Linked DNA regions of Mus musculus: all the other regions are linked to region 1. A link is a contact called in public HiCAR-type and HiChIP or PLAC-seq data. All regions are on one chromosome and are shown on one strand. Each heading gives the region's core, a stretch centred on a gene start, on an enhancer-like site or on the middle of the called end of the contact. The rest is flanking DNA. Distances are from core to core; before and after follow the strand shown. Region 1 has its middle 66 kb from the start of Gm31258. Region 2 has its middle 110 kb from the start of Mir125b-2. Region 3 has its middle 16 kb from the start of Gm31495. Region 4 has its middle 140 kb from the start of Mir125b-2. Region 5 has its middle 210 kb from the start of Mir125b-2. Region 6 has its middle 100 kb from the start of Gm31431.

What was found. HiCAR-type assays count read pairs that join an accessible place to other places. HiChIP or PLAC-seq counts read pairs in DNA pulled down with a chosen protein or histone mark.
Region 2: a contact with region 1 is called in an H3K4me3 HiChIP or PLAC-seq map of embryonic forebrain, with 4 times the contacts expected there. The contact joins two enhancer-like sites. A contact is called at or near these places in 2 of 484 Hi-C or Micro-C datasets (cerebellum and uterus) and 3 of 115 datasets of contacts at active chromatin or transcription factors (embryonic forebrain, forebrain and neural progenitor cells).
Region 3: an H3K4me3 HiChIP or PLAC-seq map of embryonic forebrain shows a contact between it and region 1, with 8 times the contacts expected there. The contact joins two enhancer-like sites. A contact is called at or near these places in 2 of 484 Hi-C or Micro-C datasets (the 3T3-L1 cell line and tail fibroblasts) and 5 of 115 datasets of contacts at active chromatin or transcription factors (embryonic basal ganglia, embryonic forebrain, embryonic hindbrain and 2 more).
Region 4: a contact with region 1 is called in an H3K4me3 HiChIP or PLAC-seq map of embryonic forebrain, with 5 times the contacts expected there. The contact joins two enhancer-like sites. A contact is called at or near these places in 1 of 484 Hi-C or Micro-C datasets (cortical neurons) and 3 of 115 datasets of contacts at active chromatin or transcription factors (astrocytes, embryonic forebrain and forebrain).
Region 5: a contact with region 1 is called in an H3K4me3 HiChIP or PLAC-seq map of embryonic forebrain, with 4 times the contacts expected there. The contact joins two enhancer-like sites. A contact is called at or near these places in 3 of 115 datasets of contacts at active chromatin or transcription factors (astrocytes, embryonic forebrain and forebrain).
Region 6: a HiCAR-type map of astrocytes shows a contact between it and region 1, with 4 times the contacts expected there. The contact joins two enhancer-like sites. A contact is called at or near these places in 3 of 484 Hi-C or Micro-C datasets (cerebral cortex, cortical neurons and epidermal suprabasal cells) and 4 of 115 datasets of contacts at active chromatin or transcription factors (astrocytes, embryonic forebrain, neural progenitor cells and 1 more).

The regions. Positions count from the first base shown.
Region 1 is chr16:77,234,639-77,239,051 of GRCm38.p6, forward strand. No RefSeq gene overlaps it. Among named protein-coding and RNA genes, the nearest start is that of Gm31258, 66 kb to the right of the region's middle. Within about 2 kb of position 2,468, at least 101 of the 459 cell types and tissues checked have an H3K27ac peak or open chromatin away from gene starts, as enhancers often do. A contact at or near this core is called in astrocytes, cerebellum, cerebral cortex and 6 more, where this site is marked.
Region 2 is chr16:77,758,401-77,762,771 of GRCm38.p6, forward strand. No RefSeq gene overlaps it. Among named protein-coding and RNA genes, the nearest start is that of Mir125b-2, 110 kb to the left of the region's middle. Within about 2 kb of position 1,746, at least 57 of the 459 cell types and tissues checked have an H3K27ac peak or open chromatin away from gene starts, as enhancers often do. A contact at or near this core is called in cerebellum, embryonic forebrain, forebrain and 1 more, where this site is marked.
Region 3 is chr16:78,168,270-78,172,948 of GRCm38.p6, forward strand. No RefSeq gene overlaps it. Among named protein-coding and RNA genes, the nearest start is that of Gm31495, 16 kb to the left of the region's middle. Within about 2 kb of position 2,817, at least 5 of the 459 cell types and tissues checked have an H3K27ac peak or open chromatin away from gene starts, as enhancers often do. A contact at or near this core is called in embryonic forebrain, where this site is marked.
Region 4 is chr16:77,786,869-77,791,441 of GRCm38.p6, forward strand. No RefSeq gene overlaps it. Among named protein-coding and RNA genes, the nearest start is that of Mir125b-2, 140 kb to the left of the region's middle. Within about 2 kb of position 1,458, at least 73 of the 459 cell types and tissues checked have an H3K27ac peak or open chromatin away from gene starts, as enhancers often do. A contact at or near this core is called in cortical neurons, embryonic forebrain and forebrain, where this site is marked.
Region 5 is chr16:77,850,660-77,855,447 of GRCm38.p6, forward strand. No RefSeq gene overlaps it. Among named protein-coding and RNA genes, the nearest start is that of Mir125b-2, 210 kb to the left of the region's middle. Within about 2 kb of position 1,827, at least 35 of the 459 cell types and tissues checked have an H3K27ac peak or open chromatin away from gene starts, as enhancers often do. A contact at or near this core is called in embryonic forebrain, where this site is marked.
Region 6 is chr16:77,984,541-77,988,989 of GRCm38.p6, forward strand. No RefSeq gene overlaps it. Among named protein-coding and RNA genes, the nearest start is that of Gm31431, 100 kb to the right of the region's middle. Within about 2 kb of position 2,466, at least 32 of the 459 cell types and tissues checked have an H3K27ac peak or open chromatin away from gene starts, as enhancers often do. A contact at or near this core is called in astrocytes, cerebral cortex, cortical neurons and 2 more, where this site is marked.

The DNA.
Region 1 (4,413 bases), core at 1,218-3,717:
TAATTCACAGAATTTTTTCAAATATTTAGGGAAACTCTATTTTAATAGGAAAATCATCAAGACAAATGCAAGAAGGTACCTAATTTTTTTTTCTTTTGTCTTCAACCTACCTAGCAAATAACAAATTTATACCTTTGCTTTCAGGCCTTATTACTTCAAAGCATGCACATACCAGTTCAGAGATAAAATGTTATATTTTCTTGTATTATCAGTGTTGTTTATGCTTGAGCCTTTTGATCTCTCAGTCTTATTAGTCTTTGAGTTTCTCCTTCCTTCTTATGCTAACTGCATTTTGGGAAGTATAAATAGGAAGACCCATGCTTTTCTTTTAAGATAATTCTAGCACTTAGTAAATGCTATATTAAAATCCAATATTCCAAAAGCTACTTAATTCCATATTTCATAGAAAGTTTCCAAATATTACAAAAGAGGATCATAAAATAAATATTAATGGAACGCGGCATGGTCTGTTCTCCACTATGTATAATAAATAGTACATTATTCATGTGGGTATAAATGAAGTACTGTGTTTTTTGAACACCCACTCTAATGATGAATTCCATACTCAAATACAGAACTATCAGCAGAAAAGCAAACACTCCAATCAATTCAGGTAAACATTGGTGAAATACTACCTGAAAAAATAGTATTTCAGTTATCATTCTTACTGGGAAAACAAAGTAAAATAAGCACGAAATGTAGGAAAATATCTTTCTGCCAGTATCCTCAACCAGTGAACACTTCTGTAAGCTGGATCCTGTCTTTTCTTCCTCTGTCGTAGAATCACTCACTGGTCATACTGCCATTCTGTTTATGAATATGTAAATATAACGTGCACAGAAATAATAGCAGTTTGCCCAGAGACCAGGCTATAGTATACTGATTTTGTATACTCACAGAATATTTAATTTTTTAAGCAGTCAAATTAGTGCTGCAAGATATACCCTAGTTCCGTGATATGGAAATGCGCAAATGGAGCTTAGGCAGATGCCCACGACAATTGAACTGCAAATAAATGAACATCTAAGCCTAACCGTGGAGAGACATGTACATTATTTAGCTTCTTACTCTGATGCTTAGTGATACAGAGGAAGTCTTTAGGTCCTTAATTACCTTTTATTTGCTGACTAGATTCTACCTCCACAGCTCACACCAATAAATAACTAGACTAATGTTTAAATCATGCACACACAACACACACACACACACACACACACACACACACACACACACACACACCACATACTTTTCCTTTGAAGCAGAAAATGATGTCTATATTCACCCAAGTGTTGTGGAGGAAGCATTAAGCTTTGGGAAGGAAATAATCGGTGGATTTTTATTCCTGAAGTAAGCAAGCATGTTCGTGCATATTCTTTCTGCATACATGCCTATGCGTCACTCAGTGCAAGCGGTGCCCCTGCAGCTTTTGCGCAGTAATTAGATTGGTGTAATCACAGTGGAATGAAGACAGCCACACTGATAATTTCACAGTGAATATTAAAGACATATGTGCCTTCCAGTGTACAATAAATGAACCTGAACTGCTGTCAGGGTCTAGGAGGACAGTGTGGCCAATGCACCTATTGTGTCCCTGCTGCAGAAAGGAGCCTGCCGATTGGCTACTGTCTGCAGCACATAGCACTGGCTTGTTATAAAGGACTTGTCTAGGGGAGAGCCTGTAGGTACTCCATTGTCTGGTAAAGTTCATATGACTGCATTATTTTGCAAGGGGGGTGGTGGAGGTGGTGGTGGAGGGAGAGCTTAGAGGGGGTATCAGCTCAACTGTAAAAGCTATACAGATTCTCTCTCTCTCTCTCTCTCTCTCTCTCTCTCTCTCTCTCTCTCTCTCTCTCTCTGTCCTTCCTCTCTCTCTCTCTCCCCCTCTCCCTCTCTCCCTCTCCATAGATCATCTCTGCTTCATGCCCTGTCTCATTTCGCATAGCTAAAAAAAAAAGAATGCTAATTAAGATCCCATGTCTTAACCTGAAAATAATGACTCGGCTGTAATTAGAAATCTGCTGAGAGTTTAAAATTCTAGTAGGGGACCAAAAGCATCAGTTATGGTGATTAGGAAGAAAATGAAGAAGTATGTTTCTGTAATCAAGGTAAACATGGGAAAAGGGGGATTCCCTCATCTTTTTTTTTTATCCAATTTTAACCAATAGTATTCTGCTGCAGATGAGAAGATACTGTGTTTCAAAAACGATTTTAACCATCAAATTGAAAGAACACAAATCAGTAGCAATAGAAGCCTTAATCCTCCTTAGGATGCAATTCAGATGAAAGACCTGCTTTTATTTTTCTTTTTTGTATGTGTGTGTTATAGACGGATCTGAGAACGCTGTCTGGGCTTCGTGCCAAGGGCTGGTATTCACACAGCAACGACGGCCTCACAGAAGAGCTGTGGGAAGCAGGAGGGCGAGCCTCTCTTAGGGTGCCACTACTATGGAGACACAGCTGGGCTGAACAAGATTTGCTTCAAACGACAACAAGAGAGACAGAAAGTATCTGATTCAACCGCTGCCCAAGCAGGCAGGCACCAGAAGAGCTAGCAGCCAATCCGGCCATGCTCGAAGCCAGTCCTGCAGCTCAGCCAATCAGTGACATCATTGGTGAGAAACTCATTTACATCATGCAGTAATGAACTTTGTTTAACATAGCCTTCCCCCTTTTCCTATTACCCTCCCCTCCCCCAGATTAGTCCTTCCATTAATTATTCTGGTGGCATAATTTAAATCGCTATGTGAAAATGTGGCTACATTCTTCCTGGTAGCTCTTACCCAGTCTCCAACTGATGTCTGCAGTAACAGAAGTGGTTCTAAGTACAATGCTATTTTGCTTGGTTGGGTCTTGCATATATTATCTTCTCCTTCTTAAAAAGAAAAAAAAAAACTCTCAGAAAAAAAATCCCAAACTTTTGTTTATTAGATGCCCCCTCTCAATGAAATACGTGTTTTCTCCAAGTTGCTGTACAATGTAATAGGGAATGGGGGGGGGGTATGCTGCCATGGACGTTGTGATTTTTTTTCCAAGCAATCTGCATCTTGGAGGTCCCTTTCACGTTTTTAGATTTTATGTTGTAGTGGCCATTTTACATACAGTGCTTTCTCCAAGAAAAAGCTCTATGTACATCTGTCAAATGGAGGAAAGTTCTCTCTTGTTTTATTCTGTCCTTCACTGCTCTCAGCCAACATGTCATCTTATTAATGAATAGAACTGAGGTCATTTCTGAACAAATCTCTCCCTTCCCATCGCAGCACAATGCACCTGATTTGCATCCATTTACTAGAAATACTGAATACAAGAACCAGCTTGAAAAGAAGTGCAGGGAACAGCTTACATATTATTTCAGAATATGACAGGGACATTTGTTTCTCAGGAGGCATAATATGTAACAGCTGCTTTAATGTTTCTCTGAAAATGCCTGCTCTCCATTTATAGTTCAATACCTCCAGTGAATTTATGGGATCATTATATAACCAGAGTTGAGCAAATGAAATCATAGTCACGAAGGAATTCATTTATCTACGGAAAGACATTTGGAAGTACAATGTTGTCTCGCACATTTGTGTTTTGTTGGTCAGGATAACACACTTTGTTCGATAGATGGCTTAAAAAGTCTGAAACATGTGGTCTGAGAAGATTTCTATTTGCTTTACAGATGCCCAAAGACTGAAACTGGGACAGACTTTAGTGTGATTTCTCTTAATTCATATATTCCATGCGTTGTTGCCATGAAAAGCATGTGGTTGTCTAGAACTGATAGCCAAAGTCCATTGTCTATTTTCTATTAAAGGAATGCTTTGGATATAATTATTCAAAGACATGGAATTTTAAAATACACCAACAAAGGTGTCATAACTGTGCACGGTTTTTTAAAAGAAGCTTAGCGAGCACAATGATAGGCATAGCCACACGAAGGGTTTAGACAAGAAGCCCATGGCCCTTTTAATTCATGAGGCATTCCGTCATCCCGTCATCTGTATTCAGGGGGCGACTGTCCTGAATCAGTCATGAGCTCCCCTGCTGCAGATCCTGTAATTTGAATCATGTGTAATAATATATTATCCTACTGGGGGCCCTCTCTCAGTAGGAAAATGGTTTCTACATTCTGGTATAAGAGAACTTTTGGCTGCTAGCCGCCTCACAGCCATTACTCACATGGACAGTCACAGTTGTCCCCCTTAAGGAATAACATCTGCACAACCTTGTCAGCCAAAATTCTGCAACCTCCCCTCCTCGTTATGAATTATGATTTCTTAGAATTGGGAAAGCTAGAAAAACTGAAGCCTGAAAGTGGAAGGCTGAAAGAAACGGATCAAAATTTTATAGCACATGCCAGGTGACAACAGCTCAAATTCCCATCTCTTTGAATTGATGGGTAAGTGGGTGGAGGGATAACAAGCGATTACA
Region 2 (4,371 bases), core at 496-2,995, 520 kb after region 1:
CAAGAATTTCATAAATTCATTGTTTTTAATTGCTGAGTAGTAGTCCATTGTGTAAATGTACCACATTTTATGTATCCATTCCTCTGTTGAGGGACATCTGGGTTCTTTCCAGCTTCTGGCTATTATAAATAAGACTGCTATGAACATGGTGGAACATATGTCCTTATTACCAGTTGGAACATCTTCTAGGTATATGCCCAGGAGAGGTATTGCTGGATCTTCTGGTAGTATTACGTCCAATTTTCTGAAGAATTGCCATACTGATTTCCAGAGTGGTTGTAAAAGCTTGCAATTCCACCAACAATGGAGGAGTATTCCTCTTTCTCCACATCCTCTCCAGCATCTGTTGTCACCATCTAATCCACCAAACAAGAGCCCTATCTTTTTATTCCTCCATGTCAGCCCAAATCTTTAGCTTCCACGGTTTTCCCAGAATGAGTTGGATCAAATCCACAGTACATTGTAATTGTCTTAGTTGTAAGTCAAATCAGGCATCTATCACTCATATTGACCTAAGTAAAAACATTGCATTGCAGAAGTTGGTGGGAGATGAGATGGCTTCATAAGTCTTTTTATTCTAAATCAGTTCCCCTAGCCGTTTCCAGCCTAGCCCTTCTTGTAGCAAAGGTGGAATAATATCTAATGCTCACTTCAACATCCTGATTTCTGCTGTGATATCTCTCCTCTTACACTTTGGTCAAGATTGAGAATTATGCCAGCCAGGAATCCTATTTTTTCACCTCCAAGTTTGGCTGCATAATTTGCTAGTCCAAGTGCAAGATGACTATCAATGATGGTCTTCCTGCCTACAAATTATCAAGAACTACAAGACATGGCCAGCAAACATCAAAATGATTCCTTTCTATGTATCGTCCCCAGTGACGTAGCTATATGTCCACAGAGCTCTGTCTAGATAACAGATATCATTATTTACTCTTTCCTTCTCCTCCTCTGTCATGCGACCTCTGCAAAATGTCCCCACGTGACCAGTACCATACTGAGATTCTTAACAAATCTTTACTAAAGACCCACTGTAGCACCTTAGTTCATTGTTCAGAATTTCTTTCACACTGTAGCATAATCCAAAAGAAGGGAAATCAGCCTTCCTCAAAATTAACTGGCTTCTTTCCCAATAAGGAATAAGAAGCTCCTAAATGGATGGGTAAAAGTATGAAAAAAATGGGTGACACAAAAATGCTAGATCAAATTTAGAGACAAGAAAATATTCATAAACAGTAATACAAGTGAAATATTTTACTTTTGATACTTAACTCAGAAATATCCTGTACATGATTTTAGGCAATTCCACTTAATGAAATAACGCAAAAGTATGTTGAAACCATGTAAAATATTGCTACCTGTACTGATAGTGATATTTACTGATAGTTGCTGCTTTGGTTTTGTTTTGAAAAAATAATAATAACAAAGCAACGAGACAAAGGAAAAAAAAAAATAAACAAGAAAGCTCCACGCACTCGGCTGTATGGAGGATGAAAGCGCTGAGAGCGATCCATCAAATCTCTAATGCGTGCTATTATTTCCATTACTGTTCTGTGTACTGAGAGAAAAATAAGACATTGCTCAGAAGGGGGAGGTTTGCCTTTCTAATTCAATGGCCCAGACGCTTGCATCCCCGAGGTAAGATTCAGCAGGAGCTCATCGTCAGCCTGGAGATGCAGACACTGCAGATATCATCCATCTCACTGACATACCCGGGGCCTCATTGTGGGGCTGCCAGACACAGTAGGCTAGAAGAGAATGTTGCAGAATACAGAAAAGGAGGCAATGAGCTGGGATCATTACGGCTCCCATCTAGGAACTGTGCCACAACGCGGTTCTGAGATCATTATTCAGAAATGAAGCCACCGCCATCACGATCAACACAGGTGCTTAAAGAGTTAAGGGAAGCGGAAACTGTGTGCCAGCCCAGGCATGGTTTTGGCATAGCTGCTGAATCATCTTTTCAGGTTTACTCAAGATTGGTGATATTCCACCACCTTCCATTCCTCTAATTCTACACACACACACACACACACACACACACACACACACACACACACACACACACACACACAGCAAACAAACAATGGCAACGGAAAAGAACAACAAAACTCAGCAAAGCATGCTAAATAGACATGCCATTATTGGGAAAGGTAATGAAAATGTATTGTCTACATAGAGTTGGATCGAGTCTAACACATGGAGCAATTCCTACCCAGGTTCATGCCGGAGGCTTCCTTGCTGAAAGGGTAATAACACAGAGTACAACCCAAGCAATTTGGAACAGGCTGTCCCTGTGAGGGACACATATAAATGGATTTACACAGATAAACACAGCCCAATGCAAGGAACAAGGTATGGACATTTGAGACTTTGCAGCATGGAAAGGTTTTAGGCTAGCCTTGAATGTAGAGCATTTGCAATTAACCCTTTCATTCCTTGCCTCGTGGCCACTGGGAAGAATTGCTTGGTTTGCTGTTATACTTCAGGACCTGAGATTTGGCCTGTGGCCTGGAAATCTATATAATGTTATTGCTTCCTTTAAAAAGAGCCCATCCTTTATCTACAAAGATCCTCACCTCCCCCACACACTCCCTGCCTTTTATTTTAAGCAGAACTTCTTTGGGGGAAGAAGACAATTAGTGCAAAATCCATCAGAAGGCGTCTCAACCTGTCCTGCCGTCTCTAGCCAGGAACTCTCTGGAAGGAGGCCATTTAACACTCATTATTTTCTTAGGCCATGGCCTATTTTCCAGGCTGTGGTATAAGGCAAATTCATTACTTTGTTTCTCATAGCCTGTCTACAAAACACAAAAGCAGACGGATCTTCCCAAACTCAGACAGAATATCACGCACAGCCAAGTGGGCTGAAAATGCAGGCTGCCAAGTTGGCCAGCACAGCCCCATGCATTACTCTCTTTCCAGAGCTTCAGCAACAACAAAGAGGCTGACCCCATCAAAACCAACACAAGGAGGCCTTGTATGTTTCTATTTAGATAGAATCCCCACTCTCTGAAGCAGACAAGAGGGGTTCCATCAAGCCTATCTTCTTCAGATGTGTGTTAGCATGGTCTGCACACCAGCACTTGCTCATAAACACATCTGAGCCAGGACAACTTCATATTGAGAAGACACGCAAGTCTTTTATGCTTGCGGGAGGATTTTGGGTCACACTCTGCAGACTGCGTTTAGTGATCGTGACACTAACACAGAATAGCTTTTTTTTTTTTTTTGAGTGTTTACGGAGGTTCTGGCATTGTGATAGGTCTTGTACATGAGTCCTCTGCCTCTCACTGTAGCCTTGAAGTTACTCTGAAGCTAGAGGGGAGAATACTGAAATTCAGTGTTCAGACACTTGTCGCAGCTATTGGTGATAGAGTCGGTATGTCCTCACAGAAGGGGGCTGTTTAAATGTCCTCATAATTTCATTGCCTTTAAGATGGTCAACTACACACATTCCAGACTGATTTCTTTCCTCCACACTTATCATGCACAGAACAACAAACTCCCATGACATGAGATGAGGAAATAATTTCTGCCCCTCAAGCAATTTTTAGAATGATCTTTGTCCTCATTACTGGAAGGCTTAGCATAAGATACTCCATAGCAAGAATTTCTCTTTTTCTCATCCTTCCTAGTTTATTCTGTTTCTCTATGTCTGTCTCATCTCTTTGTGTCTGTCTCTGTGTCTGTCTTGTCTCTGTCTCTCTCATCTCACCACCTCTCCATCTTTCCTTCCTTCCTGCCCTCCTTTCACTTGCTCTCCTGCCCTCTTACTCTATCCTGACTTGCTCAATCCACAGTGCCCCTTTATTGCAGTGGAAATCGCAAGCCTGGCTCCCATTTGCCCACGTTTCTCACACACCAATACCCAAGCCTTCAAACCATAGGGGTCACATTTTTAATGGTTGCAAAACCACTGTTGGTGGAAAAGCTAGTCTCTAAACACTCTGTCGAGTCATTCAGCTGGTAGTATTTCATATAATGGTACATGATTAAAGATTGTGACAGTTAAACATTCTAAGCCCAAGCATATGCCTAGCAGTGGTCTTTTGAAAACATCCATTCTGAGGAACCATCTGGACATTGCAGGTGATCTCCATGCCTCCTGATGAGAGCTTACTACATCACACAAAACAGTTAGGACAATGCAGCGGACAATGCTTTTCACAACCTCTTTTGCCTTAGACTCTTTAAGGAGAGGCAGAGATTGGCTTCACTTCCATCTAAAGAGTATTAAGTTATACAAGAATAAGGGGGCCTGGCTCTAAGAGCACCAGAATTTGGAGCATTCTCCTAAGCACTTTGAAGATGCAGATTTTCACTGAGACTCAGGTCACACAATATGTACTCACTGATAAATGGATATTA
Region 3 (4,679 bases), core at 1,567-4,066, 930 kb after region 1:
TATTGATATTTGAAATAAACTATCTAATTTTTTCTTTATTGGTCAATAATCCCAAATCAAAAGATGAAAGTTAATAGAGAAAGTCCTTTGCCTATTGACTTTCCAATCTTAGTAATCCAGACTGCAAGGCTCAACTCCCAGGTAGAAGAGCCATTGCTCTATTGTTAAATAAAATCATGTTTCCCATGAAGATAAAATATCATTCAAAATGATTCAAATTTTTGAAGAAAACCAATATGTACAAAGTTTGGGTTTCTCTGTCTAATATAGTGAATGGACTTACTCCAATTTCAATCCTTTTATCCCCAAACTGAGGATTGGAAATAGAGAAGTGACACTGTATGTCACCAACCAACCTAGAACATACATTGCATCCTAGGAGAATGGTAGACACACAGCCAGCATCCCATCAGAGCCTCCAAAAGCCACTTCTCATATGAATCCAGATGTTTCTGTGTGAGAAAATGTGGCTTGACTGGTGAATTGGGAGAATGAGCCCACTTCTCTGCTTCCCTTGCTGTAAAATGAGTCCTTGGCCAAAGGCTGTGTTGTATAGACGACAGTATTAGCATGTTGATCAACTTCATGATGGTAGTTAAGTATTTCAGGTAACAAATATGTGTGTTCATTGTAAAACTCTGCTCCTATAAGAACAAATTCTAGCCCTTCCGTGATATAAACAGACCTTGTCACAAGGTAACTAACTGATAAGTTCTCTAAAGAGAGGCTGTCATGTGAGGAGCTTGACGTTCATCTCTGGTGTAAACAGATTGGATGGATAATAACCAGTGTTTAAAACTAAGTGAGATTAATGGAATTGAATCTACGTAGCCAGGCCTGTATATACTCTCTGCTTACATCACCATGGTTGTTTTGTTTATGAGACCTCCAGCAAAACACAGGAGTGGCAAGGTTAGAAGGTTAACTTATTCTAGAGACTAGGTCATCCTTGCCACCTACTATCATGATTTTTTTTCCTTGTGTTATTTGTTCTTTGACGATTATTTACATGGGACACTCTCTGGGGGAGAGCTATTGATGGACGTTTTCTTTCAATATCTATGTCACTTATTTTTCCAGTCACACATCTTCCAAACTCTTAACTTCATCAAGACATTATCTGAAGCCCATGAAATAACATTGATATATAAATCCTGCCATCTACCTTTCCTGAAAACAATGGCAGAAGTCTATAGAAATACTTACAGTGCCATGTCAAAGTAAGTCGATCATGCTGTAGACATCTTTTTGGTTGATGTCAGCATAGTATGAAGAACTGCTCAGAGGTGGTGGAGCAGAGTGAAAAGTCATGAAGCCCTTAAGGAGGCAACACTTGCAAAGTCTTAGCTCAATCCCTGTGGAATACCAGTTCCTGCTGCACTTGCTGTACAATGAGTCTCTCCCCAACCAGCAGCCACAATCACAGCATTTGCCACAAGCATCTCACCAGAGCAAGCACAAACTTCGGCCAGGTGCTTCAATCTCTAGAACTGTGAGGTAAATATACTTCTCTTAGTCCACAAAGTACCCAATCTAACAAGTATTTTGTTATATACTCATATTAAGTTAATTAACAAAACTACTTCTGATGTGGTTGCCCCGTTTATATGCTTCAACTAATGCAATTGTTTGATAGAAGCAAGCTCTGTGGAATGAAGAAATTATCAACTTTGGAGAATTCTCCTGAAATAGTCTATAATTTGAGGATGCACTGTCTTTACGCAATATGAGGTTGACCTCAGGTTACCTACTCTAAGGGACAAAGGCTAGATTATTACAGAAGATGGAAAGCCAAAATAACCCTGGAAAAGACAAAGAAGGTATACTGCTCTCCTGTCAAGACAGTAGCCAGTTTATGACAGCTTTACTAATAGATCTAAAGAAAGGTTAATAACTGCATATTAGGTATGAAGGCATAGGTTGCCTTATTCAAAAGAAAAAAGTGTTTGACATGTCAGAGTTGATTGAAATCAACACTTGATTTAGTGGGTAGTGGGTATGGTCAGTGCCATTCTTCAAGATACATCAGTCTCCTGCACAGGACACAGATGAGTCAAATGAGCACATTTTAATAATGGCCTCGCCGGGTGTGGTGGCACATGCCTTTAATCCCATCACTTGGGAGGCAGGGGCAGGTGAATTTCTGAGTTCTAGGCCAGGCTGGTCTACAGAGTGAGTTCCAGGACAGCCAGGACTACACAGAGAAACCCTGTCTCAAAAATAATAATAATAATAATAGCCTCGTTGAGAACACTCCTCTGAGTTAAAATCTGTGCACATAACAAATAAAAAACTACTGAAAGCTATTTCAGAGTCAAGTAGTCTCAAAATATACACAGTCCCGTGCACTCACCAAAGAACGTGCAATCCTTTCATTATCAACTCTCACTTCGACTACTTGTCCATCACTGCTATACATGTATTTTATCCCCTAAACATTTCCCATCTGTATCACCTACAGCCACCACCCTTGTCAAACTTCTTCCTTTACCATCCCTATTCACTTGTCCTTTTTCTAATTTTTCTACACACTGTATGCAGAGTGCATGAGATGAGAAGCTAATCGAAAGCCAAAGGCGACTTGCTTGTTTGCAACTCAGGGACCTTGCACAGAATCACTCCTAATTAGTTAGAAAGTATTCGTTAGCCTGCTGTTTGCATGGAATGATTATTACTGCCAAGTTGTTTTAAATGCAAACAATGATGTTTTGTCCAGAAACCTTGGGGAAACAATAAATAATAGGTTAGTTATAGGTACACATTACAGCATTCACTTTAAGATTCAGCATGCACACAGAATGCCTCGTCATTTTCCACAGACCTTGGAATACCAATAACGCTCTACAAACAAGCTTTTGTCTGATCCCGAGATTCACTGAAGATTAGCTGGCTTGAATATCAGAAAGGAGTTGGAAGTCTGAGCCTTTGTTCCGACTGAAAAGCTTTTATTATTAACACAAAGATACTCCATTGATTTTTTTTCTACATCATAATTCTAGCTAATATTGACTTACATCTTTGGCTTCATATGCACATTTATATTCAGTTAAATCAATTTCTGGCCAGAATTTTGTCACACAACCTCATCTATAGATGGGGCTAGTAAACACTGCCTAGCTGAGTACTCAGAGAGAAAACAATAGAATAGATTAAAATGTAACACTGTGGTGAGTAAAACATTAGGAAATTCAGCTGTATAATGTCTGCTGGTTTTTGCATGTAGTTAATGCATACAATATGATGGTTTGCTATGTATATGTAAAGTAAGCTGATTATTACAGCCAAGCTCAAAAAGGCAACTGTGTGTTTGCATGTGTATATAATGAAAGGAAAGAAAAGGGCTGCTATAATATGGTGCTATGTACAATGAATATATAAATATATATATACATATGTATATTACTGGAACATGATAAATGCAGCATGTTACACACTATTTTCCATCACTCTGCACTAAGCTTTAACTAAAAGAGATTTAAAAAGGGGGGTTGGAGGGACAATAGAATAATAATAATAGAATAACAGAATAGAGAATGTTGGAGGGAGAATAGACTTCCATCTTCTGCCTTCTGTGTTAGAAGGCATTCTTGAATATCTGAAGACAGCAAACGCGAGAGCTGCTGTGCCTCGGTTTTAATGCCAAACTCCTGGGAGTAGCAGTGTTAGAGTTCCTTCATCTATAATGGAGACAAGTATAGGCAAGCTTCCATAAGATCCCAATAAGCTTTCATCTCCACACTAGATCAGGTCATGTGACTAATAGCTGGATCCTTCCATAGGCTTTTACCATCCTTTTAGTGATAAACCTGGCAACTGTTGATTTCATAAATCTAGTCCCAAGTTACTATCCCACTGGGGTTTAGACTGTTGAGCCCCAATCACCTAGCACACTGATGCATTTACAGTTCATAAGAGCTCAGTTTACAAGCACCCAAAAAGCCCTTTTCATATCTGGATTAGAGTCTTCATAATACTTTTACATTCTCAATGACTAAAAACAATTGCCATACCTTAATAATACCTCTGCTTCACACTAATGTACTACACATACCCTTAAAGAAACAAGAATGTGACACAGTTGTTAACAGCTCCCAGATCTGTTTTCCTGTTTTTATTATTATCTACCATGCAGAATAATCAAACCCATTACTTGAAGATTGGTTTTAAAATCATCTAATGTAAGGCTAAGTTAGTACTATGATTGTCTAACATGCAGGAAGCCCTGGTTTCTTCCCAGCACCATATAAATCATATATTGTGGCACATACCTCTAATCCTAGCACTAAGGAGGTAGAGGCAAAAGGCTCAGACGTTCAACATCATCTTTTACAACACAGAAAACTCAATGCCAGCCTAGGAAACACAGGAGTGTTGTCTCATGGTTGGAAATATTGTTGAATATTAACAGTTGAAAATATTAAAATCATGTTCTACAAACATCATGGAAATATTATTGATAATTTTCCTCACTGTACTTGAAATTAGCATTTTCTTAATGCTTACCATCAAAGAGTGTTTGCTATTTTGAAACTTTTAAAATATACTTAAGGATGAAATAAAAAAGAAAGTAAGTGATTAATGCAAGGGATTAAAAGCTCATATTCAGGAAATAAATCTGGTTTGCGGAATTGTATTTATGAATATGCAATTGCCTTAATGTTTGGATTATAACACATTTT
Region 4 (4,573 bases), core at 208-2,707, 550 kb after region 1:
AGAGAAGGCAAAGCAGATTCAAAGAAATGAGCCTACCGTTTGAGGGAACTTTTATTCTTTTATCTGTATCATTAATTTGCTTTTCCACACAGGAAAGATTGATTTCGTGAAAACGGAAGCTTCATTGCCCATTCGAAACCCAATCACCCAACCACACTGGTATGGCGCACTTGGTGTGGGTTGCATTGGTTTGCCCTACAACGCTGGTTCCTAGCTGATAAGACTGTAGTCCCAGTTAGACTTTCTTGTTTGTTGCCATGTTAGATGTGTCGGGTGTGTCTTACCTAATGAAGCTTGCTTGCAAATCAAGTGTGCACAATGTGCCCTTTGAAGGCTAAAGCATTGCTCAGTGCACCTTCCTGTTCTGTTGTTGCTGCTGTTTCACGACTCCAGACTCGGAAAGGAAACAGCTTGAATCACTGTTGTCTTCTCATCACTATTCCATGCATTGCTTTAGACTGGACATATTGAGGTGTCACCATGTTTGAGGACAAAGCATTCCTAGCAAAAATAGCAACAATTTTGCATTGATGTTAAAAAACAAAAAATGTATCCTTCGGTGAATAAAATATAAATTAAGGGGAAAAAAACCCTGAAATTTTATGTTTATTATTAGTTTTATTCTTTGTAGAAAATAAACTATTCCACACACAGTAATGCCCAGGAAAATATAATACAAATATAGACAGGAGAGAGAGAGAGAGAGAGAGAGAGAGGGAGAGAGAGAGAGAAACCGTTGTAAAGATGCCTTATTATTCTACCAATTCCCTTTTTTTCTAAATTTTTTTTCTTCTTCTAATAATTGTTATTGAGATCTAAAGAGAAATTGCCTCTTGAAACCCTAACCTTGAGCATTACCTGTTACATGCAGATAGCCATGGCTTTTAAGAGATCATTGTAATTTCTAAAGTGATGAGATTTAAAACAACTATTTTAATCCTTTTTTTTCTCCTCTGTTTCCTCTGTAAATTCAAAAGTAATTGGATGGCTTAAGCCAATGAGTATCTAATTTGAATTTTTAAAATATCAAAGACTGCAGGGAATTCTCTTTGGGTGATGCAGGGCATTGAAGAGAAACGTGTAAATCGTAACACTTCCTTTTCTGTGTCTATACATGACAGGATCTACTGTTCCTACAGTTGGCTCAGTCAAAGAAACCGTTTGACCTGAATGTCTGACCCAATGACCAGTGGATTGACTGAATTCCCAGCCCTCCGCTCTGCTCTGCCCATGCGTGTCCGCGCGCTTTGTTTGCTAGCTGGCTGGCAGTTTCTGCATAGAGAACACACAGCATATGCCAGGTGGCCATGTGTCTGAAGCAGACAGAAGAGAACAAAGCAAAAGGGGGAGAAAAAAAATAAAAAGATTTCATTTGGACAGGGATGCTTTCAGCCCTCGGAACCGCCTGTACGGGAGAAGAGCAGAGAAGGCAATGCCACTTGAATATACTCAACAGTAAACAACATCAAACCTGAGATTCACATCACAAATCTCCCTCTGCTGCTGCTGACAGGCTCAGCATGCACGTGGTGGCAGGAGACAAAGAAATCTGCTCTGTGAGGCAAATACTGGAGAAACACCTCATCCGACTGAGCGCCTCCTCAGTTTTAGGATCTGTTCCGTAATAACCCTGCGTTCCTAGGGTCAGACACCTGTTTTGTTAAAGGAGAGCACTCGGCGAATGAAATCAGAACTTGCTTTGTGTCTTTCCTGTTCTTTTAGTATATAATGCGCTGCTCGCGCTCCCTTAGCTCACAAAGCTACTGAACACAGGGGTCAGATGCTAACGCCATCTCAGAAGTATTAGAAACTATTAAATATCATTCGATACAGAAGTCAGAAGATGTGGGCTCTTTGAAGAGAAATGGATTCTTTATCTTATAAATATGCTGTAGTTTATGATTAAGGATAAACACATTTACCTCTCTGCAGTTATTACGTAGACGCTGCTATAGGATAGATGGCAAACTACCCCACTTCCAGTACTACTGATTTTCCCCCTATAGTACCATTAAGATGAAAACTGGCATTCAGAGCTGTTAGTTGACCAGTCCAAGGTCACATCACTGTTAAGAGAAACTTCAAGCCAAGGTTTCCTGATTCTAAAGCCTGTGCTAATAACATCACAGATGCCTCTGTTTATCGATAAGCTAGTTCGCAGGAGATTCTCCAGAGTAGTGTGTACCTCTTCCGCAAACTGTGCTATTTGTCTAATTGGATGCAGGTGTTCTACTGTCTAATTGTCAGTCTAGATGTTTGCATATGAAAGCGTTTGGCATTTTTTTCTGTTTTCAAGGAATTTTGTCTCTTTATATTAAATCTGACAATTCCTTCCATTGGTTTTTTCCTATCCTGTATTTTACCTTTCCTATATTTAATTCAAAAAGGCAGAACTAATCATTCAATTCTGGGTGCCCTGTGATCATATTCTCCTGCCTCTAAGGCTTTCTGCTTTTCCCCTCACTTGCATGGATGACATGTCTATAGTTTTGGCTCCAGGCCATTTATGGTTACCCAGAAAACAAATCAATTTCTTCTTTTCTTTTGAATTTCCACCCAGCCCACTGTCTTATGAGAGGAGAGAGATAAATACAATTTCTTATGATGGTGTACAATTCAATAATAAAATCAAAAGAAACTCTCAGAAAAACATAGGTAAGTACAGGTGTGTGTGTGTGTGTGTGCGTGTGTGTTCACAAAGCCATGTAAAATGGATGAAACGCTCTTACAGGGAAGGAACAAAGTCATATTGTCTCTTATCTGGCTTTTAAGGTGATTTTGTTGAGCTAAAAAAAAAAATCCTATATTCGTAGAAAAGCCTTGCCCGCGGTGTCAGGATCATCTGTGATTATTAAAAGAAGGGTTTTAAAGATCTAATTTACTTCTTGTCATGCACTGCTTGCTATTTGCATTCCACTCTGGCTGAACATTGAAATGAGACAAGCCTTTATCACCTTTGTGTCTGGTCACGTCTCCTCCCTAGTCTCCCTATGCTAGCACAGCACCGCAGTACCAGGCTGCAAAGAGCAGCAAAATGGATCATGGGGGTGGGGTAGGGGGAACCAAAAAACAAATGGGAAGAAAGCAATCTGGTTGGGCTTCTAAGCAGATGAAAATGGATTCAATGAAAATATTTGTATCAGTAGCAAGCTTTCCTTGCATAAAATCTTTCCTTGATAATTTTCCTAAAATTAAGACACTTAGCCTTAAATCCCACATGGCTATAATATTGGCAAACACATGAGTATAGCTCGCAGGGAAAGCAAAAGTAATGTGAAATCGCTGTTATTCTACTGGTCTTAAGAAAAAGAGGGAATCATACAACATGCTTGAAAATCTCAGACAGCATGGCTGCCTGAATCTGCCCATGGAGAAACCCAGATAGATGGTTACAGTCCCAAGGATGCTTCCAGAAACATATTTGGATTTTGATTTCAGTTTACTCAGACATAACTACAGACTCATCTTGGCAAACAGCTGTGGTTGAAGGTGAACTTTTATGACTCTTCCTTGGCATCAGAAGTAGAATTGAGCATTTGAACTAATTTCCATTTTTATTATGTAGTATGACTTCTGCTTCTTTGTTCTCTCATAATCAGCCTCAGTCCTCATGAAAATACCTTAGTCGATCGTGTCTAACAGGGTTGGATTCTGTGCACTGAATGTCAAGCTGTTTATGAGTGTGATATCCACGTGTGCACCTGACAGACTGTCTCTAAGCAGAGTAACAAATTGGATCTTTCAAGAGCAGGGGAGAGCTACAAACTCCTTCTAATAAAGTAAATATGATTCCACTTGGATATAGCTGAATTTTTTAACTGAATTAAAAGTGAATGCCTCGTGACACAAGCTAGAGTCATCAGAGAGGAAGAAAATTCATTTGAGGAAAGCCTCTATGAGATCCAGCTGTAGGGCATTTTCTCAACTAGTGATCAATGTATGGGAGGGCCCAGACCATTTTGAGTAGTATTTTCCCTGGGTTGGTGGTCTTGGGTTCTTTAAGAATGTGGGCTGAGCAAGCTGGAGCAAGCAAACCTGTAAGCAGGACCCCTCAATGGCTTTCGAGTCAGCTCCTGTCTTCAGAGTCCTGTCCTGACTTCTTCCTTCAATAACGAGCATCAATGTGGAAGGGTAAGCCTAAGAAACCCCTTTCCCTACAACTTGCTTTTGGGTTATGGTGTTCCATCATAGCAATAGAAACCCTAAGACATCCACTATTTATGGTATTCTCCTTTGATCATTGCTGTAATAAAACACATTGACCAAAGCAATTTAAGAGATAATGGGTTTAAATTGACTCACAGTTCTAGGCTACAGTCCAGTGTGGCATGGAAGTCACCTCAGGAATGGATTGAGGTAGATAGTCACATTGGATGCACAGTCAAGAAAGTGACGGGGATGAGTGTTTGCACTCAGATAAATTTCTCTTTCATGTTTAGTCCAGAGCTGCAGTCCACAGAGTGGTTCTATCCATATATATGCTGAGTCATTTTCCCACCTTATCCTATCCAAGATCATTTTTCATAGACACGTCCAGAGTCTAACCTAATCTAGTCATTCCCAGACACGAATT
Region 5 (4,788 bases), core at 577-3,076, 620 kb after region 1:
TTTAATATAGGTAGAAGGTAGTTTACTATAGGTGAGGTAGTTAACATTTTACAAAATTGAATTTTCCTAGGCGTTTTGATGAAATGAATTGCAGGCTCTGTGAATCAAATAACTCTAGTAGAAATGGATGGTCATATCGTAACTCTCTAAGACTCCCTAGCTTTTGTTCTTGATGTAGAAAAAATGAGAGAGAGCATATTTGTTTCCAGATGGAAGATTAATTAACACACAAAACTGCTTTATCCATAAATATGGTTCCTTTTGAAATTATAGTAGGTTCACCAAAATGCATAGATGCACTGCCTTTGAACTAATTACAGGAAACCTGGTACTAGAACAAAAGTTAAATAAGTCATAACCAGTTGTTTTTCTTTCTTTATTCAAATCAAGTAGAGCTGCTACTATAAATTGGAAATCTGCATCTTTGTTATTCTCATTATTTCTTTATGCAAGGTGTTTGCTAGAAGGGGAATCAGACTGTCTATTTACAAAATTATGCGACAATCTGCATAATTAGTTTGCATATGTGTTAGGTTAGTTATGAATGATTAGATTGTTGTTCGGAGTTAAAACGTCTGAATTTTAGAAGAGCCAATCACTACAAAATGAATGGGATTATTTTAGGCAGGAAAAAAAATCCAAATTTCAGAATTAGACTACTAGTGTCAATGGGATTTAGAGTGAGAAACATTATTTACCTCTACCCAGTAATGATACAAGCTAAATGGAAGAATCCGCATAAACATGACAGTGTAAGTCACCACTAAGTACAGTGTAACTTAAATTATTTCTGTTCAAGTGCATTTAAAGTGTCAATTAATTGCCTCCATTTCAAATGCACACCTTTCCCCCAATTATCAAATTAAAATTTGAACTGAATCAATGAGCACAATGATAGTTTAATTATATTAAACCCCACGAAATAAACAGTGAGGAAGTTTGTGCAGATGGCCACCCGTGTCTGACACCTCCAGGCGTAGCCAGTGACAAGTACCATTCTCTCGGTAAATAAAACTGCTTTATTTTACTGCCATTGACGAATCCTTGCTTTTAAAAAGATAGGAGAATGGGTTGCGATAGAAGGATTTAAGGGAATTACAGAAGGAGAAATCGCAGACACAGATGTACTTTTTTTTCTAAGGGCACCAGGTGTTTTAAATGCCACCAGAAGGGTGCTCCAGGCAATTCCATGCTGTCCAAGATAGCTTGGCATAGATTATCCGAAAGCTTTTGTGTCTTTTCAGCTTTTGATTAAAGGCCAGTGTCAGGACTCCTCGGGGCTTTTGCTTGGTACAGTAAAGCCAGAGGATTTTTTTTTATGTTGCTGCCAAAAAGATGCCAGTTAGGATAATTACATTTCAATTTAAATTGGTAATTTTATGAAAATTTAAACGAGAATATGTGTCACCCAAATCTCCTCACTTTTATTCCCCCAAAACATGCACACACACACACACACACACACACACTCCTCTTGTTTAGGGGGACACTGACAGCAGTACACCAGAACCTTCCCATGACCCAGAGTATATGTGCCAGGAATTAAACAGATGAGCAGAAATTGCACAGAGACTGTTTTCTTTGTCCAAATTCATTTTCTAGCCTAGATTTATCACTAGTGTACATTGGAACCATCCCAGGGCATCCTAGCATCTAGCATCTTTCTCCCTGCAGATGCCAGCAAAAGAAGCTTGAGACCAGAGCTGTAGTAATCAAGACACTGTTTTCCATTCCCAGCCAAGCTTTGTATTTGTTAACAGGATGTAGAAAAGGAATCAAACCCACATAGAGTCTCTCACCATCTTGGTGAAAGGAAAAGGACACAAGTGGCCAGATGAACCCCGAATTCTCTGTCTGCCACTTTCTTTTTCCAGGACACATACGCAAGCTTGGCAGCACCAGCAAAGTGGAAGTAATGTTCCTTTGTTTAGAATGCAGTGTGTACGAACATTTACATAATAAAATACACACACAAATAACAGATGGCGAAGAGACACTCATTTCGCCACATGTTGTAAGCACAATATCGTTCCTTGATGATCTCATTTCTCTTACTTCTCCCTCCAGATGTCTACCAGCTATTTAACCTCAGGGGTTATTCAGATGGTGGAAGGTTTTGAAGACAGCCACAAAGCTGGCTATAGAATGTTTCTTTTCCATCATGTACAAATGCCCTTTCTGGATGGAGTTATCAATCCACAAAAAAAAGAAAGAAAGAAAGAAGAGAAGAGAAGAGAAGAGAAGAGAAGAGAAAGAAAAGAAAAGAGAAAGAAAAAAGAAAAGAAAAGAAAAGAAAAGGGAAGAAAAGAGAAAAATGAAAAGAAAAAAGAAAAGCAAGAGCTTTCTTCTGTACAAAAATAAATAAATAAATACATTTTTCATGGGATTTGTTGAGTAGATATTGTCTACCATGAATCCTGGCAATATGATGACTTTGAAAGAGGTCGTTTTCTTCTAAGTTTTTTTTTTTTTAATCCAAGCAGAAAGTGGTTTATTAATACTTTGGGTTCTTTAAGGACACCTTCTTTCAGGAGTCCTTCTGAAATGAGTAGAAGTCTCCAAGATACTTTGTTCTCACATGTCAATCAGTTACTAGGGTTACATCTCAAATATAAGTTAAACGATATGTTATGTAATATAAGCTAGTAAATATGTTGTAGTGTTAGCTCTCCTTATAATCAGATAACAATTCTCTCAAAACACATGACCCATTCTTTGCAATGAGATCCATCATATTTCAACAAAGTACATTGATAACATGTATCATTAACTTTTTCTTTTTATAAATGCACTTTACTCAAAAGAACATATTAAATGTTACCATGTATAAGAGAAAGCCATACCATATGCACTTTGCACAGATATATACATGTTAAGCTACCAGACAATAACTGATAATTCAGAATAAGAATCTGCATTGGTTCATCTAGAGTTTATGACTTCCTCTAAAAGAATACATCCTTAACTGACATTTAATGTTGAAGTCTAGTATGAAGGTGTAATATTAAACAAAAATGCATCAAAATATGAATATCAAAAATCACTCTCCAGTATCAATGTCTTTAAAAACCAACAATGACATTATTCATGAAGGCTAAAATTTAAAAAAATAGTCTGACATGCGTATCCTGAAAATAATATTCAGAAATAAGACTGTTAAATAGGCTAAAATATATGTTGAAGTTTACTTGAAGGCATGAAAAGAGATAATTTAGCATATTCCTGAGAGCTGTTTAAGGAAAAGTGATGGCCAATTGCACACAGATACATGACAAGAGAGTCTTTAACAGATAAAAAAAATGAGAGAGAGATATGGAGACAGAGACACACAGAGACAAAGAGAGACACAGAGAGAGAGAGACAGAGACACAGAAACAGACAGACAGATCGTCAAACAATTATGATAGTTCAGAGAGAAAAGCAGGTAAGGAAAGAGGTTATCAGATGGTTGGGTGGAGTGAACAAAAGTCTTGAACTTTGGTTATTAATTATAAGAAAAAGGCAAAGAAAAGAAAATATGAGAAATAAATAAAATGTTCGAGGGCTACGAAAGGAGAGCAAGCATTGACAGTTTGACAAAATTTACCAGGAATCATTAGATTGAAAGCTTACCACTCCACAAGAGCCTATGATGAATGTATTAAAACAGAATTTCTCAGAACCATAGACTGCTGTGTATTTCTCAAGACAAGTATCTGGGAAACGGGTCCATTTCTTGATAGCTATCCAGAAAACAGATCATTGCCCATCTTCTATCCTCTTTATCTCTAGAGTTCCACATGTTCTGTGACTCAGGCCACCGTGTCCCTATCTTTCTTAGTTTGAAATGGCATAACAACAGTGGAGATAGAGCACTCTGCTCATAGGTTTACGTTTAAGTCGAAATGCCTTCTGGTGAGGATATGAGGTCAAAGAACCTGGACAGTGAACCTAATGCACCAAATCCTAGATAAAAATTCCAATTCTCAGCATTTGAATTCTTCCACAGAAATTTCCTAGAAAATAAACAAGGAAGTAAAGACCACTGGGGAATGTGTTTACAATGCATAAAGAATTAACTTCATACCATCAGTTGGGCTCCTACAATAAATTTGGTCTTTCTAAACGGGAGCTATAACCTCTGGCCATTTTCTTCTTCATAGCACTGACAAGGACTCACAGCAGCAAACGGAATGTGTCCATCACTGTTTTCAATAACATCTCATCATCCTTGCCTCTCCTTTCTCAGCCTCAGCTCTATCGCCCAGAGAATAGGCCCATGGCTCCATTTTGCTGGTGGTGAATCCACCTACCTGGCCATTTTAATTTCTCCTTAACTCCTCTCAAGAAAGTGCAAGAGCAGGTCTGTTTGTCCCACATAGAAGATCCTAATCTGTGAAAGTGAGAATTCAAAGAAAGGCCTATATGGTGGCTTGAATAAGAATGGCCCCCATAGGTAGGCTCATATATTTGAATGCTTAGTCATCTTCATCTTCAGGCATGACACTAATTAAGAAGGACTAGGAGATCCTTGCTGGAGGAAGTTTGTCACTATAGGTGGGGATATGAGCTTCCAAAAGCCCAAGTCAGGCCCAGTGGCTCTTTCTTCCTGCTTTCAGTGGATCTAGACATAGAACTCTCAGCTACATCTCCAGCATCATGCCTACTGACCTGGCAACATACTCCCTGCCAAGATGATAATGACTAAACTGAAGCAGAAAGTGAGCATCAATTAAATGCTTTCTTTTAGAAGAGTTGCCTTAGTCATGGTGCCTCTTCACAACAGAAGAATATTGACGAAGACAGCCT
Region 6 (4,449 bases), core at 1,216-3,715, 750 kb after region 1:
ATATATTTATATATATGTAATTATAAATATATATATTTCATCATTTTTTCAAAGGTGATTGTTTTAATCTATATTCTGATGGCTTAGGATTTTGAAGTATAAGGATGAAAAGCCAAAGTGCTTCATCTGATGAAAGACTTCTAGGTGAGTCATAATATAACAAGAGGGAGCTACTTCACAGAGCCATAGAATTCACAAGAGGAAGAACGTGCCTCAACTCATTCTATTCTAAGTCACCCACTTACTAGATCACAAATATGGTCCTGACATAACAGCCTTCATCCATCCTAGAAAGCTGTACCTTCAGAACCTAAAAACCTCCCAACGGCATCCATCATGAGACTCCTACAGTGTCAATGAGGTCTCATTGAGATCCTCAGAAAAGAGATTCAAACCACAGAGGTTATGATGTCAAATGGCAATGCTAAATGTTCACAGTCACTTAAAATCACGTGACACTCAGTGCACCCGTTCACCCCTCAATTCTTATACATTTTGACAAAGTGAGATGAGGGCCATGTTGGAGACTTAAACATCTAACACATCAGACTAAAACTCTCTAAATTAACACCAGACGTTGATACTAGAAATAACTGTGGAAAGTGTAATCACGCAAGCAAATAGCTCTTTAATTCTTCTACAATAAACTTCGGATAAAGTCTCAGTACAACTCAGACGCAGAAATGAAGGTCTGAAGGTTTGTTCGTAATACAAAGCAAGTGTGTTGGGAAAAGGTCCCCCAGCAGGGAAAGCATTGTCCTCCATTTTATCGTGTGTGTGTGTGTGTGTGTGTGTGTGTGTGTGTGTATTTGTGTGTGTGTGTGTATTTGTGTGTATGTGTGTGTGTGTGTATGTGTGTATGTGTGTGTGTATGTGTGTGTATGTGTGTGTGTATTTGTGTGTGTGTGTATTTGTGTGTATGTGTGTGTGTATGTGTGTATGTGTGTGTGTGTATATGTGTGTGTATTTGTGTGTGTGTATTTGTGTGTGTGTGTGTATGTGTGTGTGTATTTGTGTGTGTGTATTTGTGTGTGTGTGTATGTGTGTGTGTGTGTGTATATATATATATATATTTATATTTATATATATACATATATATTTACCATATCCTCACATTCATTCTTCAATTTGTTTCTATAAATCTATGACATAAAACAAATGAAACATTATCACTATTTTTTTCAAAGCATTGTGTGATTTTTTCCAATGGCATTCAAACTGGGGATCTAGTTCCAATTGTTTCCACACGCAGTCTAGAGTTGTCTCTCTTCTGGGCCATGCCAAAATGGGGACCACCCTTGCAACATGTCACCATGAAGATCTTTCCAGTTCAAATATAAGTGCTTTAGATAAGAGTAAAACGAACAGACTGAGGCATCGGCTATCATGATGGGGCAAAATCTGAGAGTCCAGTGCTCAAAATCAAAGCTCTGAAGTCCAAGATCATATTCAATAGAAGTTTATCTCCAAAACTTAGATTGTCTTCTCACCTAAATGACGTAACAGTCCTAAATAATAATAATTTAGGCCTAGTCATGTTTCATTTGGTTAGTATAACAAAACTGCTGGACAGAAAGGCTTTCTTAAAAATCTGTACAACACCCCTCCAGTCATCTTAGTAACTTCCAGATGTTATGTTTTCATTCAGCACTATTTGAGACTTCCTACTGAAAACAAACAAACAAACAAAAAACAACAAAAAAAAAAAAAAACAAAAAAACAAAAGCAGTCCAGGTCCAGACTCTTAGGTACATTTACCACATTTATCCTACCTGTTATAGCCTGCAGTTGGGAACAGAAATAATAGCTAGAAAAAGAAATCATTTCAGCTTCGAAGAATCATAAAATTTCATGTTGAACTTAAAAACGTATCTCAAAAAGTCAGGATGAGCTCAGCAGAGCAAGCGTGGTGCTGGCTTCCTTTCCTTTCCTTCTTCTCTTTCATGATTTTTCTTTCTTTCTTTGAGAAGTGGTGGGGACGGGGGTTGTTTTGCACTGTATTGGGTCAGCTGACACGTTGAGTATTCACATCGGATATTTTTAAACCCCTTTCTTATTTCAGTTGCTTTTATGCAACTAATTTAGATGTGTCCTTAAATTAGGTTTTCTTTAACTCTTGAAAGGGTTTGGCTTTCATTCCTTACATGGAACAATAGTTCCTCTTGGGCAAGAGTGCCAGCTACATTTATTATCTGTCCCATTCCCGGTGGGCATTGCAGTCTCTTCTTAGAAAAGTTAGTCATGTGGATTTTTTTTTTCGATTGGGGAAAGGATAGCAAGCTTTAGTAACCATCTTTGATTTGTGCGAGGACTAGGCTGTTTTGGTTTTTTTTTTTTTCTTTTTCCATGCTTCCCATTTTCTTATTTTAGACTTCTGTAGATGCTTCAGTCTTTATCCATAACAGTCAAGAATGAGCCTATCTTTGGAATGCTCTAAGAGCTAGAGACACATTTAGCCTGTTAATGCTGCAGATTTGGCCCAATTCCATTTAGGCTAATTACACCCTGTTCTTCAAAAAATATCTCTTTGCACTTTCATTGGGTGATGAAAAAGATCGGTTTTTTTTCTTTCTTTTTTTCTTTTTCAACCTCCTTTTCTGAGCTAGAGCTCAATCGTCAAAAGCCCAGCATGGATCCATCTGAAGTTGCCTAAGGATAAATTCCCCAAGTGTGGGAGAAACCGAAAGAACACAGCCATTCCCAAAACCAGTACTCAGAGAAAAATATATGACGGTCTGGATGCAAAAGCCAGCCCTTCACTTTTAAAAGAGACGCTTCTTTGTCCAGGGAGAGGGACGGCATGCTTAAGGATCCACACTAAATGCCATCCCAGAGTGTGAGGAGTTCCCCGGAAACGCATTGTCTCTTTCTTGTTCAAAAATGAAAAACATCGAAAAGTAATCCAAAAAAAAAAAAAAAAATCGAGATCCTACAGTTCCTAACCTCCTTTTGGATACTACATGTATGTTGTATAGTCCCACCTGGTCCAGCATGCTAAAGACTTTAGTGAAATGCAAACATCTTACTGTAGTGTCTCCTTTTAGCTGCAATGTTTGTATCAAGTGCTTCTGGCGTTTGTGCCGATTGTATCAAAGTGAAGTTGGCCTCTGTTATCCTAGCCTCCTTTCAGAAGTTGCTATAATGCTTGTCTATGCAAGATTTTCTTGATGTTAACACATGGGAAATTTGCTTTGGGCTCTGCTGACTTGACGGTTAAACATTTTTTCTTATGATGAAGTTGCTTGTTTTAAAACCAAATGATGTCATGCAACTAAAACAAAACGGAATTATACTAATTATGATCCAGAGTGACAGGTTTATAAGGAATCATACTTTATGTCTGTCCTTGGAATGTGCAGTCATTATCTATCAAGTATTCACATGTATACTGGGATTTTTTTACACTGAGACTCCACACTTAACCACACACCAACAAAACGCAGCATCAGGGATGAATAGATTCATTCTGCTGGTCTGCGACTAGAAAGTTCCCATGATAAGGACTTTATTTTCTTTGAGAGTGAGATAAAAGAATCTATCTAACTTTATGATTCATGAACTTAGATCGGTTCACAGGGCCTTTGCTGTTGCTGCTAAACTTTCACGTTCTCTCTTGCAAGCTTTGTATAAGTGTAAAATTGCATTCACATCTTCAGAAAGAGCCTTGGAAGGGATGAAGCAGAAGAGAAGCAGATTTTTCCCCCAAATATCAGTAATAATAAAGTCTCCTAGAATATAGTTCTAGGTGACAAAGAAGAAGGGAGACATTGTGAAACACCCTGAACTTCAGTTCACAGTAAGCTTTTACATATAGAGAAGATGAGAAATTGAGGGAAAAAAAAATTACTAAGTTTCAAGAAGTCCCCGAAAGTGGTAACAGTGATCTTGCCCTTAGGAAAACAAGGAAGATAATCTATTTATCAAAAAGAGAAAGAAAGGAATGGTGGCTGAATCATAACCAGACTCTCTAGTGGACGATACTTTGTTTGAGACATTGTTGTTGTTGTTGTTGTTTTAAGTATAATTTTGTATGTTTACTAAAACCTAACTCTTTATCTTTGGTCACTGTGAAACCTTCTCTGGATTGCAAAAGAAATCCTGGTAAGTCTTTAAGTCTTTCTCTAAGAAGGCATCTGTAACAAATAATAAAGATACTTCCATTTAAGGAAAGAACAGTTTGGATGTCTTTATATAAAATGTTACCACCTTCAGACTATGTGACCAAACTAAAACTGTACTTAAAGAATGAGATCAAGGTAAAAGTCACATGTTAAAAAGTTAGCCTTAAGTCCCATTAAAAAAATATTTGAAGGAGCCAAGAAAAGGGGGGGAGGGCAGATTTTTTTTCAGATGTATAGCAAAGTCATAAAATGTCCTGGGCCAAGAAGTTAAGAGTGAGTGTGAATTATTGCAAGCAATACACCCTACAAACAACAGTAGGAATTTGAG